Regions from separate parts of the Mus musculus genome. Here all the other regions are linked to region 1. A link is a contact called in public promoter capture Hi-C data. All regions are on one chromosome and are shown on one strand. Each heading gives the region's core, a stretch centred on a gene start, on an enhancer-like site or on the middle of the called end of the contact. The rest is flanking DNA. Distances are from core to core; before and after follow the strand shown. Region 1 holds the start of Olfr543 (olfactory receptor 543). Region 2 holds the start of Olfr649 (olfactory receptor 649). Region 3 holds the start of Ubqln5 (ubiquilin 5).

Region 1 (3,058 bases), core at 411-2,910:
TTACACTGAGGCTCCTGGGTATGACTTGACCTATTTGTGTGGTGTAAATGACATCCGGGGTTGTCGGGGTCTGTATGCTTGTGTTAAATTAGGAATCTCAGGCAAGGACTTTCCCTCATGTTCAGGACTAATAGGACTCTAGGATTAGCCCCAGGGTCACATGAAAATTCATGTCAAGTCTTAGGCTATATATGAGAGAGAGAGAGAGAGAGAGAGAGAAAGAGAGAGAGAGAGAGAGAGCTCTAAGGGAGGACCTGGACTTCATTTGCTTCAAACAGGGGAACAGGGGTTCAGGGCACATAATGAACTGTTTGACTTGCTCTGTATCTCCTAGTGAAGCTGTAGCTATCTTCAAATAGAATGAGCTTTTTTTTTTTTTTTAAGAGTTGGAAAGAAGACAAAATGACTTAGAAGGATAAATAAAAGCAGTTCTATTGTTGGGAGTGGTGGTGGTGTAAGTAGCAGAATGTTCTAAGAATTCAACAAGTCATAGCAGCAACAAGAGGATGCCATTGAACCGTACCGTGCTCAGGACCCACCCAGCCTGTTAGTACAGACCGTCCACTTCTTGTTCTCAGAGGGCGCAGCCCCAGCTTCTCAAGTTAAAAACCCCCTCTTACCCTGGCAAGTCCCTCTCCCCTCTCACATTCTGTGACTTCTCTCTGCTGTCTTGGGGTGACTGCATTCCACAGAGCATTTTCTCTATGTGTTGCCGGATCTCCTTAGTTCTCACCCCATAAATGAGAGGATTCAAGGCTCCTGGGAGCAGCAGGTATATGGCACTGAGTAGGTTCTGGACATCTTGAGACACAGTCTTGGCCACTCGAAAGACAATGGAAGTGGAAAGACCAGAAAGGTAGATGGTGAGGATGACCAGTAAGTGGGAGCCACAAGTGTGCAAGGCCTTGGCTCGGGCTCCTCCAGAAGAGATCCGGAAGGCTGCATAGATGATACGGGTATAGGAGGTTCCCAATAAGGCCAGATCAAAAGTCACAGTGACCAAACGCATAGCCAATCCCAAGCGGTTGTTGAAGGTCAGGTCTCCACAAGCGATGCTCAACAGTGCGATGTACTCGCAGGTGAAGTGTCTTATGACGGATGTCTTGCAGAATTGAGCTTTTGCAGTTAGTACCACTAGGGGCACTGCCACTCCTAGGCTCCGCGTTATCGCAAAAGTGGCCATCAGGCCCAGTAAGTGTGAGGTCATCAGGTCAGTATAGCGGAGTGGGTGGCAAATGGCCACATAGCGATCTAGAGCCATGGCCAGCAGGAGATTGTAGTCCAGAAGGAGCGTAAAGTAGATAAAGAACATTTGTGTGAGGCAGCCGCGGAGTGAGATGGGATTTGCATAATGCACAAAGCCTTCAAGCATTTTAGGCCTCACGGCTGTGGAGGCACAGATGTTGACAGCCAAGAGCAGAGCAATGAGCACGTACATGGGCTGGTGCAGACTCCTCTGGGCCACCACTGTATGAATGACTAAGGCATTGGCAGAAACGATGGACACATAGAGAAAGGTAAGAGGCAGGACCAGAAGGGGTCGCCCTTCCTGCAATCCAGGGAAGCCCACCAAGAGGAAGCTGCTGTAGGAAAGGTTGAAGATACTGGTATTTCCATCCTCACCCATTGACTTTGGTCCTGGGCTGGCACCAGGAGAGAAGATCAGGGGCTGTTAGAACAAAATGGTTATTTTAGGAGCCTGAGGCTCACATGATGGGAATCTACCTGGGGTGTGTGTGTTTGGGGAGCTCACAGATGAATAAGACATTTCTTGTTCTCAGGGAGCTCCTGTACAAGATATTTATTTTGGTATGTTATATGTGCATTCTTGTTGAGTTAAACAAGAGGTGTTTTCTTATTAATAAAACACAAAATTAAATGTAGTATATGAGAGGGGGAAAATGATGTTCGGAGATAAAACAAGGAAAGAAAAAAACAACTTTGGTTAGAAAGTATATAAAGAATCTTTGTCCCAAGGAGACTGGGAAGGACCCAAGTCAAAGTGGGGAGAAAGAAGCCAGCCAAGATCGGTGTGGTCTCACCTCTGTGCTCAATGTACACTGGCTAGGACAGAGGAAAGCAGCTGAGAAAACTGGGTTTCTTGGTTCAAAAGCACTAGGCTGCAGAGTCTGGTCCCTTTCTTAGCCCCTGTAGTCTGGCTGCAGCACCTGCCTGGCCTTGTCCTTGAGGCTTACTTTCCTTTACCAGTGTGAGTCCAGGGAGAGTCGGGAGTTCACCAGAGCTCCAAGCACAGAGCCACACAGACAGATAGATACACAAGCTTCCCTGAGGCTCTGCTTTGCTTGGGGGTAGATGGATGAGAAGCAGGAGGAGGCTGTACATGTAGGTTGGGCTTATTTGATAGTGATTGTATATCAGGAAATGTTCCAGATGTGTTCAAAAGTTAGCTGAGACTGGACTGGAGGCGTGGCTCAGTGGCTAAGAGCACTTAGTGTTCTTGCAGAGGATCCAGGTTCAATTCCCAGTACCCACATGATGGCTCACAACTGCTTGTAACGCCAACTCCGAGGGGTACAGGGCTCTCTTCTGAGCTCTGCAGGCCCCAAGTACACACAAAATACACAGGCATGCATGCGAGCAAGACACTCATACACATAACTAAATCTAGAATTAAAAAAAAAAAAGTCTTTTTTTTTTTTCTTCGAGGCAGGGTTTCACTGAATAGCTCTGGCTGTCCTGGAACTCACTCTGTAGACCAGGCTGGCCTTGAACTTAGAAATCTGCCTTGAACTCTGTCTTCCAAGTGCTGGGATTAAAGGCATGCGCCACCACTGCCCAGCCTCCCCCCCCCCCCATCTTCATTTTTATTAATGTTGTGTTATATGCCTTTAGATCCAGATCTCTGTGTGTTTAGACTAGCCTGTAGATAGTGAGTTACAGGTCAGCCAAGGCTACATAATGAGGCCCTGTCTAAAAATAAAATGAAATAAAAAAAAAGTAATTTTACTAAGAAGGAAACCAAGACATGGAGGGGCTAAAGTCTAGTTCAAAGTCACACAGCTCATAAATAACTGAGCTGGGCTCGCATCTGGGTAGT
Region 2 (3,058 bases), core at 265-2,764, 1.7 Mb after region 1:
AGAACCTACATAGTGGAAATAGAGGACTACCTTCCCTACAAGTTGTCCTCTGGCCTCCACATGAAAACTGTGTCATGCACGTGTCCGTATTGATATACACACACACACACATATACATGTATGCACACACAAATGAACAAATTTAATTTTCTTAATATAGAAATCTATAGGATCAGCAGTAAATTTTCTACCTTACTATGATGCATAAATACAGAATTAAGGTGTGTGTAAAAAAATAACTGATTTGTCACAAATATTTTAAGTGAAAACAGAACAGCAACTTCCATTGTTATCAATGAGTCTTTATTACCTTAGCACAGCCAAAAAGAATTGAAAGATTCTCCTTAAGATAAGTTGTTTATTTTCAGAAGCGAGATAAATACCTTTATCTTCTAAACTCTGAGCTTCTTTTCCTAAAACTAAAATGGTTGAGGAGGCTTCTGCATAAAATAACTAAGAAAGCAAAACCCCAATAGCTCCATGTGTCGTCTCCTGGAGGTCAGTGGTTGCTGGTTCAGCCTTTTACCTACTATACTTTATGAAATGGCCCAAGATCCAAGACTTCAGTCACTGAGATCATTTGGGGAAGAGCAGAAGAATGGCTTTGTCCCGGATCTGCTTGGTCTTCACTCCATAGACAATAGGGTTGAGTGCAGGTGGGATGATTACATACAGGTTGGCAAACATAATATGAAAAGTGCGGGGGACATTTCGCCCAAAGCGATGAGCAAGGATGGAGAAGAAGGCTGGTATATAGAACATGAGGATGACACAGACATGGGAACCGCAGGTGCTCAGGGCCTTCTGGCGTGCATCTCGGGAGGGAAGGCGAAAAACAGCACATAAAATGAGAGTGTAGGAGATGGCTATGAGGATCACATCTATAATCACTGTCATGATGGGGACACAAAACCCATACCAGATGTTGATGGAGATATCTGCACATGCCAGCCGGGCAACACCAATGTGTTCACAGTAGGTATGGGCAATGATGTGTGTCCTGCAGAAGGGTAGGCGATTCACAAGGAAAACACATGGCACAAAAACACAGAAACTTCGGAAAGAGATTCCCACAGCAATTTTGACAATGGTTTTGGGTGTGAGAATAGTGGTATACCTCAAGGGTGAACAGATGGCCACATAGCGGTCAAATGCCATGGCCAATAAGATAGCTGAGTCCAAGACAAAGCTGTAGTGTAAAAAGAATAACTGAGTCAGACATCCAGGAAAACTGATTTCCTGAGGACCAAACCAAAAGATGCTAAGGGTCTTGGGGACACAGGTGGTAGACAATATGAGGTCAGTCATGGCCAACATGGAAAGGAAGAAGAACATGGGGGAATGAAGACTGTGTTCCACTGCAATAAGGTAGAGAAGGATGCTGTTGCCCAGGATGGCCACGAGATAGATAAAGCAGAAAGGGATACTGATCCAGACATGGTACTGCTCAAGTCCAGGGATGCCCGAGAGAGTGAAGGGGCCAGTGTTGTAGCTACTCACGTTGTGCATAACCATTGAGATCTGAAGAATAATTAGTTCTTCTGTCCTAAAATCAAGCGTGTATGGTGAGCATGAGCAATTGTGCACTCACTCTTTCTCCACAAACTCTTTGGGAGCAGTTCTGTTTTCTATATTTGAAAAAGAAAATCCGATTACCATTAAGAGCAATACTCATGGGCAGGAGAGATGGCTCAGTGGTTAAGAGCACTGGCCTCTCTTCCAGGGGACTTATGTTCGATTTCTGACACTTATTTTGTGGATATGGTGGCTCACAGTCACCTGCTAAATCCAGTCCCACATCCTGATCTAAGCAGGCAACAGGCACACACATAATAAATACACATATATACATTCAGGCAAAACACTCACATACAAAGTAAATAAATAAACAAACAAATTCCCCTCCACCCCAAAGAGAGTCATGGTCATGACTTTAACAAAGAGCTATCAGACCCCTGGTGTTAATTCCCACATTTCAATAGAAACCAAATCAAGAGAAATAACTTGTCCAGTTTATAAAATGCTAATCCTATTTAAATGACCATGTTTTCCCTGAGTCTATATAATTCATCACTGCATGGATATGTATAGGGAAAAGTATTCTAACTGCCTTCAGGAATAGGATTACACTAAAGAGAATGTCCCACTATCGGGAACATGAAGTAATTTAACAATTTTGGATGCCTACTTTACTCCAACATGTCTAATGTGTTATCTCATTTAGAAACCCTTCGTTAAAAATGAATTTTGTCTCCAGATGGTGGTGGCGCATTCCGTTGACCCCAGCACTCTGAAGGCGAAGGCAGGCAGATAATCTGTAATTTTGAGGCCAGTCTGGTCTACAGAGTTCCAGGACAGCCAAGGATACACAGTTATACCTTGTTTGGGGGAGGTGGGGGGAAGGATTTGTTTCTTTTTCTTTTGTTTTGTTTTGAGAAACTCAAGTCATCCCTCTGGCCAAGGAGCCAAATCACTAGATTCCATGACCAGTATTCTTTCATGGGGTCACCCTTTACCTGGTGGTACATGCAGATCTTGTGAAATGGCAAGGATTCACAAGAGATTTTAAGATGTAAAAGGAACAGTCCTAAGCGGAACCCAGATCTGTCAAAACACCAACCCACCCCAGTTTCGGTCACTGTCCTCCTTGGAACCTGCAGAAACAAGCTCTCTGAGACAGGACTGCCTGATGCCGCCTCGTGAAGTAGATATGAAGCTGAGCCTCCAATCTACCTTAAGGATGAAGGAGAAAACGCTTAAGAGTTGGAGAAGACTGAGTCTTTGTATTTTCTAAATATAATGCTGGAAGGACCTCTAGTGGGTGAACACAGAATTTTTTTATTCTAAATGCTGAGTTGAAGCAATACCCGCCCCGCCCCCCCAATACTCAGATTTGTTTTGAGAATTTTCAGCATTCGACAATTGAAAAATCTTAGCATGAAACCACTTTTGTAACTTTCCTAAACGTCATCTAAGAAGATTGGGGCCTGGCTTGGATGGTATAGTGCCTGCTTTGCCTATAGAAAGAAGATTTATCACCCTCCCCCCACGTCCTGGT
Region 3 (3,058 bases), core at 314-2,813, 1.7 Mb after region 1:
CTGGGAACAGGCTCTGGCCAAGGAATGGAAGAGCTGAAGAAAGGCCAAGGAGTGTTGTGTAGTATCTTCTCTATGGGCTTGTCTTCTACCCCTAGTTTCTTGGGCTCCTCTAGCCCCACGTGGTTTAGCTGAGTCCCGAAACAATGGTCCCAGCTCAGGCACCTCCCTGGATAGTATCTGTAGGCCTTCCTCTATCTGTAGCAATGCCTGCAGCGCTCGAGGGTTGGTGAGGATGGGGAGAAGTGGCAAGTGATGTAGTAGGGGACTGCCAGTTGCCAACTGATGTGCCAGAGATGGATTCTGCTGCAGGACAGTCAAGGCTAGGCGCAGAACACAGGGCGAGAGTCTCGGTTGACAGGTTAGAGGGACTTTCTCCAAGGGCTGCTGGCTTTCTTGGCAGGGGATATCTGAGCCTGAGTGTAAGTCTAGCATACCAGGTCGGCACCCTAAACTGGCCTGACTTGAAACTATGCCCTTGACCTGGCTAACTCCTCCTGTACTGACCTCTTGTGCCAAGGTCCTGACCAGAGGAGAAGTGGCTGGAATGGTGGTAGGATCAGAACTGCTGTGAGCATTGTTGGTTTCTCCCCTACACAGCTCTAAGGCTGAAATGTGGCCTTTAGAAGCCACCAATAAGGCCAGAGTGGAGAGCATGACCTGATGGATATCAGAGCAGCTGGGATGCATAGCGTTGTCACCCCCTGGCACGGCTTTCAGGGCCTCCAGCCTCTGCTTGTGTTCCTGGAGAACTTCCTGCGATTGCGCGGGCTTCTGAAGGGTTTCCGGAAATTTGAGAGCTGGGTCCCGTTTCTGTACCGTTTTTGAGGTTTCCGGAATGTGAACGCCATTGGCATGTTTCTCATTTGCCAGGCCTTGAATCAGAGGATCTTCCAAGAGTTGCACCACAGACTCTGGTGCCGCAGGCAGCAGTTGGACACGCTGGCTGAAGAAATCAGCTAGGTCAGGTGAGGTCCCGGCCAGCCGGCCAAGCTTGGCTGATGGTTCTGAGCGGTGGGTATACTGGCCTGTGGGGCCTACCAGAGTTCCTGTACAGGCTGACCCTTTCAAATGAGACCTCACTACCACATGGACTGTAGAGCCATCAAGAATGCCACGCTGGCTCAGTATGTCTTGATCCCGGAGGATCTTCCCAGTGAAGATGAGCACCAATCGGTCAGCGTTACAGTGAAGGTATTTGGAGATTTGCTTCTTAAAGCGGCGGACATTGCTATTTTCTGCCAGAAAAAACTCGTGGCAGTCCTGTGGGGTCTTGACAGACACTCTGATGATACGTGAGGATGGCTCCCTACCAGACACCAGCTGGCTGTCCCCTGCTTCTTCCCTAGCTCGTGCCATATTTCCTGAAGAAGAGGACGCAGGGTTACCTGAGGGCACAGTGGAGTACACACCTGCAGAAGCTTTGATGTGGCACTGAGCACACCCGGGTTAAGGGACCAGTAGGTGTTCGGTGATGTCCTTTCACCTACGTCCTGCAGGTCCCCCCTGCCAGTGTAGCCCTACAGCCACCTGGCTCCCATAGCGGGGGGCAGCTGCTTCTCTCTTTGGCAATCTTTAGGGGATATGGTGTCAGTGATGAGGTCACAGTTGAAAGGTACATCTGAATGGGGGCAGGACAGAAGTCTGCCACCTGCCTGAGGTTGGGTTTTCCTCATGATTTGGTTTAAGCACCAAATTGGGGGCGGGGCCGGACATGTCAGTGTCTAGAAACATATTTCACATACACTTCTTCAAATCCTAACACTAAGCTCAACAAATGATGATTGAGTAGGAAAGCAAGGTCTGAGAATTAGCTAAGGAAGCACTCATTCTGGTCTCTAATCCTCCACTAAATTACTGTATGTTCTCCATGGTCCTCAAGTCCCGTGTTCTACCTGAACACAATGAAGGTGGGTAATTAAAATGTGCAATCAGTTCACAGTTTCAATGGGATCCTTCTTTCCCAAGGTCCCAGATCCCAGGTAATCTGTTTCCATGGTTCTAATGCTAGTATATTCCAGACCTGATAGCAGAATTGCTTCAGAAAATAAACTGGGGGTTGGGGAAGGAGGGAGATGGGTGGTACTAGGGGGATTGTTATATGGCTTAAAAGGATTATTGCCTTCCCAGAGAGGACCTGAGTTCAGTTCCCAGCACCAATTTCAGGCCGCTCACAACCAGCAATAACTCCAGCTCCAAGGGATCCATGGCAGCGTCTGGTTTCTGAAGGCACCACCTATACATGTATCAGACATACACAAATAAGTACATATATGTAAAAAACAATTTTAAAAAGAACACTATAGTCTCAACTCAGAAGCTGGTGGCTGAGTTAAAAGAAATAACAGCAGCTCTTTGAATCTATATCTAAATGTGATTTAACTTCTATAAGACTGTGTGAGAGGCGACATGTTTCAGCTAGGGATGTGTTAGGTTTGTATCATTAGCAATAGCTCGCTCTCTCTCTCTCTCTCTCTCATACACACACACACACACACACACACACACACACACACACACACACACACACACACACCTTTTTTCCCTATCTCTAGAATTTCCAGTGACCACAAAACTCAGACAAGAATTTGGGCGACTAGTGCCACCTCAGGGGGAGCTGGCACGAGGTAAAATAGCCACCTAGGTCACGCTGTACCTGTACTATTTTATCAAATGTTCTTAAACTTTGCTATCTGTGAACCAGAATCTCCAGTACTAACCAATAGCAAGTCATAATAAGATGTAATTTCAGAGTCTGAAATAACTTCTCCCTCCCAGAAACTTGCACAGAGCACTGTAGAGGGCACTATAGCTTGCTGACAGATAGCCTTCCCAGACAGTGCCCAACCTCAGAAGAACTTCCATACAACTGTGGCTCCAAAAGCAATTTTAGTGATTTGCTTTGTATCGCCCCCAACATGGAAGTTGTTGGAGGGAAGAAAAGAAATGAGAAAAGCAATATAGTCAGGTTTGAGTGTTAAAATTAATATTAACAGTTTCTAGTTCAATGGCATTGTTATTTCACATCCTTTTACGAAATTGGATTTTGCAGACATCTGAT

The links. Promoter capture Hi-C pulls out the DNA fragments that hold promoters and counts their contacts.
Region 2: a contact with region 1 is called in a promoter capture Hi-C map of hippocampal neurons, with 15 times the contacts expected there. The contact joins the promoter of Olfr649 here to the promoter of Olfr543 in region 1. A contact is called at or near these places in 4 of 39 promoter capture datasets (cranial neural crest, hippocampal neurons, liver and 1 more) and 1 of 484 Hi-C or Micro-C datasets (embryonic stem cells).
Region 3: a promoter capture Hi-C map of the HPC-7 cell line shows a contact between it and region 1. The contact joins the promoter of Ubqln5 here to the promoter of Olfr543 in region 1. A contact is called at or near these places in 6 of 39 promoter capture datasets (the HPC-7 cell line, embryonic stem cells, hippocampal neurons and 3 more).

The regions. Positions count from the first base shown.
Region 1 is chr7:102,476,242-102,479,299 of GRCm38.p6, forward strand. Olfr543 (olfactory receptor 543) reads right to left here and starts at 1,661. Exons shown (of 1, transcript NM_001011782.2): 1 at 532-1,661. The coding sequence starts at 1,627. The coding sequence ends at 617.
Region 2 is chr7:104,188,691-104,191,748 of GRCm38.p6, forward strand. Olfr649 (olfactory receptor 649) reads right to left here and starts at 1,515. Exons shown (of 1, transcript NM_147055.1): 1 at 577-1,515. The coding sequence starts at 1,515. The coding sequence ends at 577.
Region 3 is chr7:104,128,260-104,131,317 of GRCm38.p6, forward strand. It overlaps Ubqln5 (ubiquilin 5), which reads right to left and starts at 1,564. Exons shown (of 1, transcript NM_027634.1): 1 at 1-1,564. The coding sequence starts at 1,356.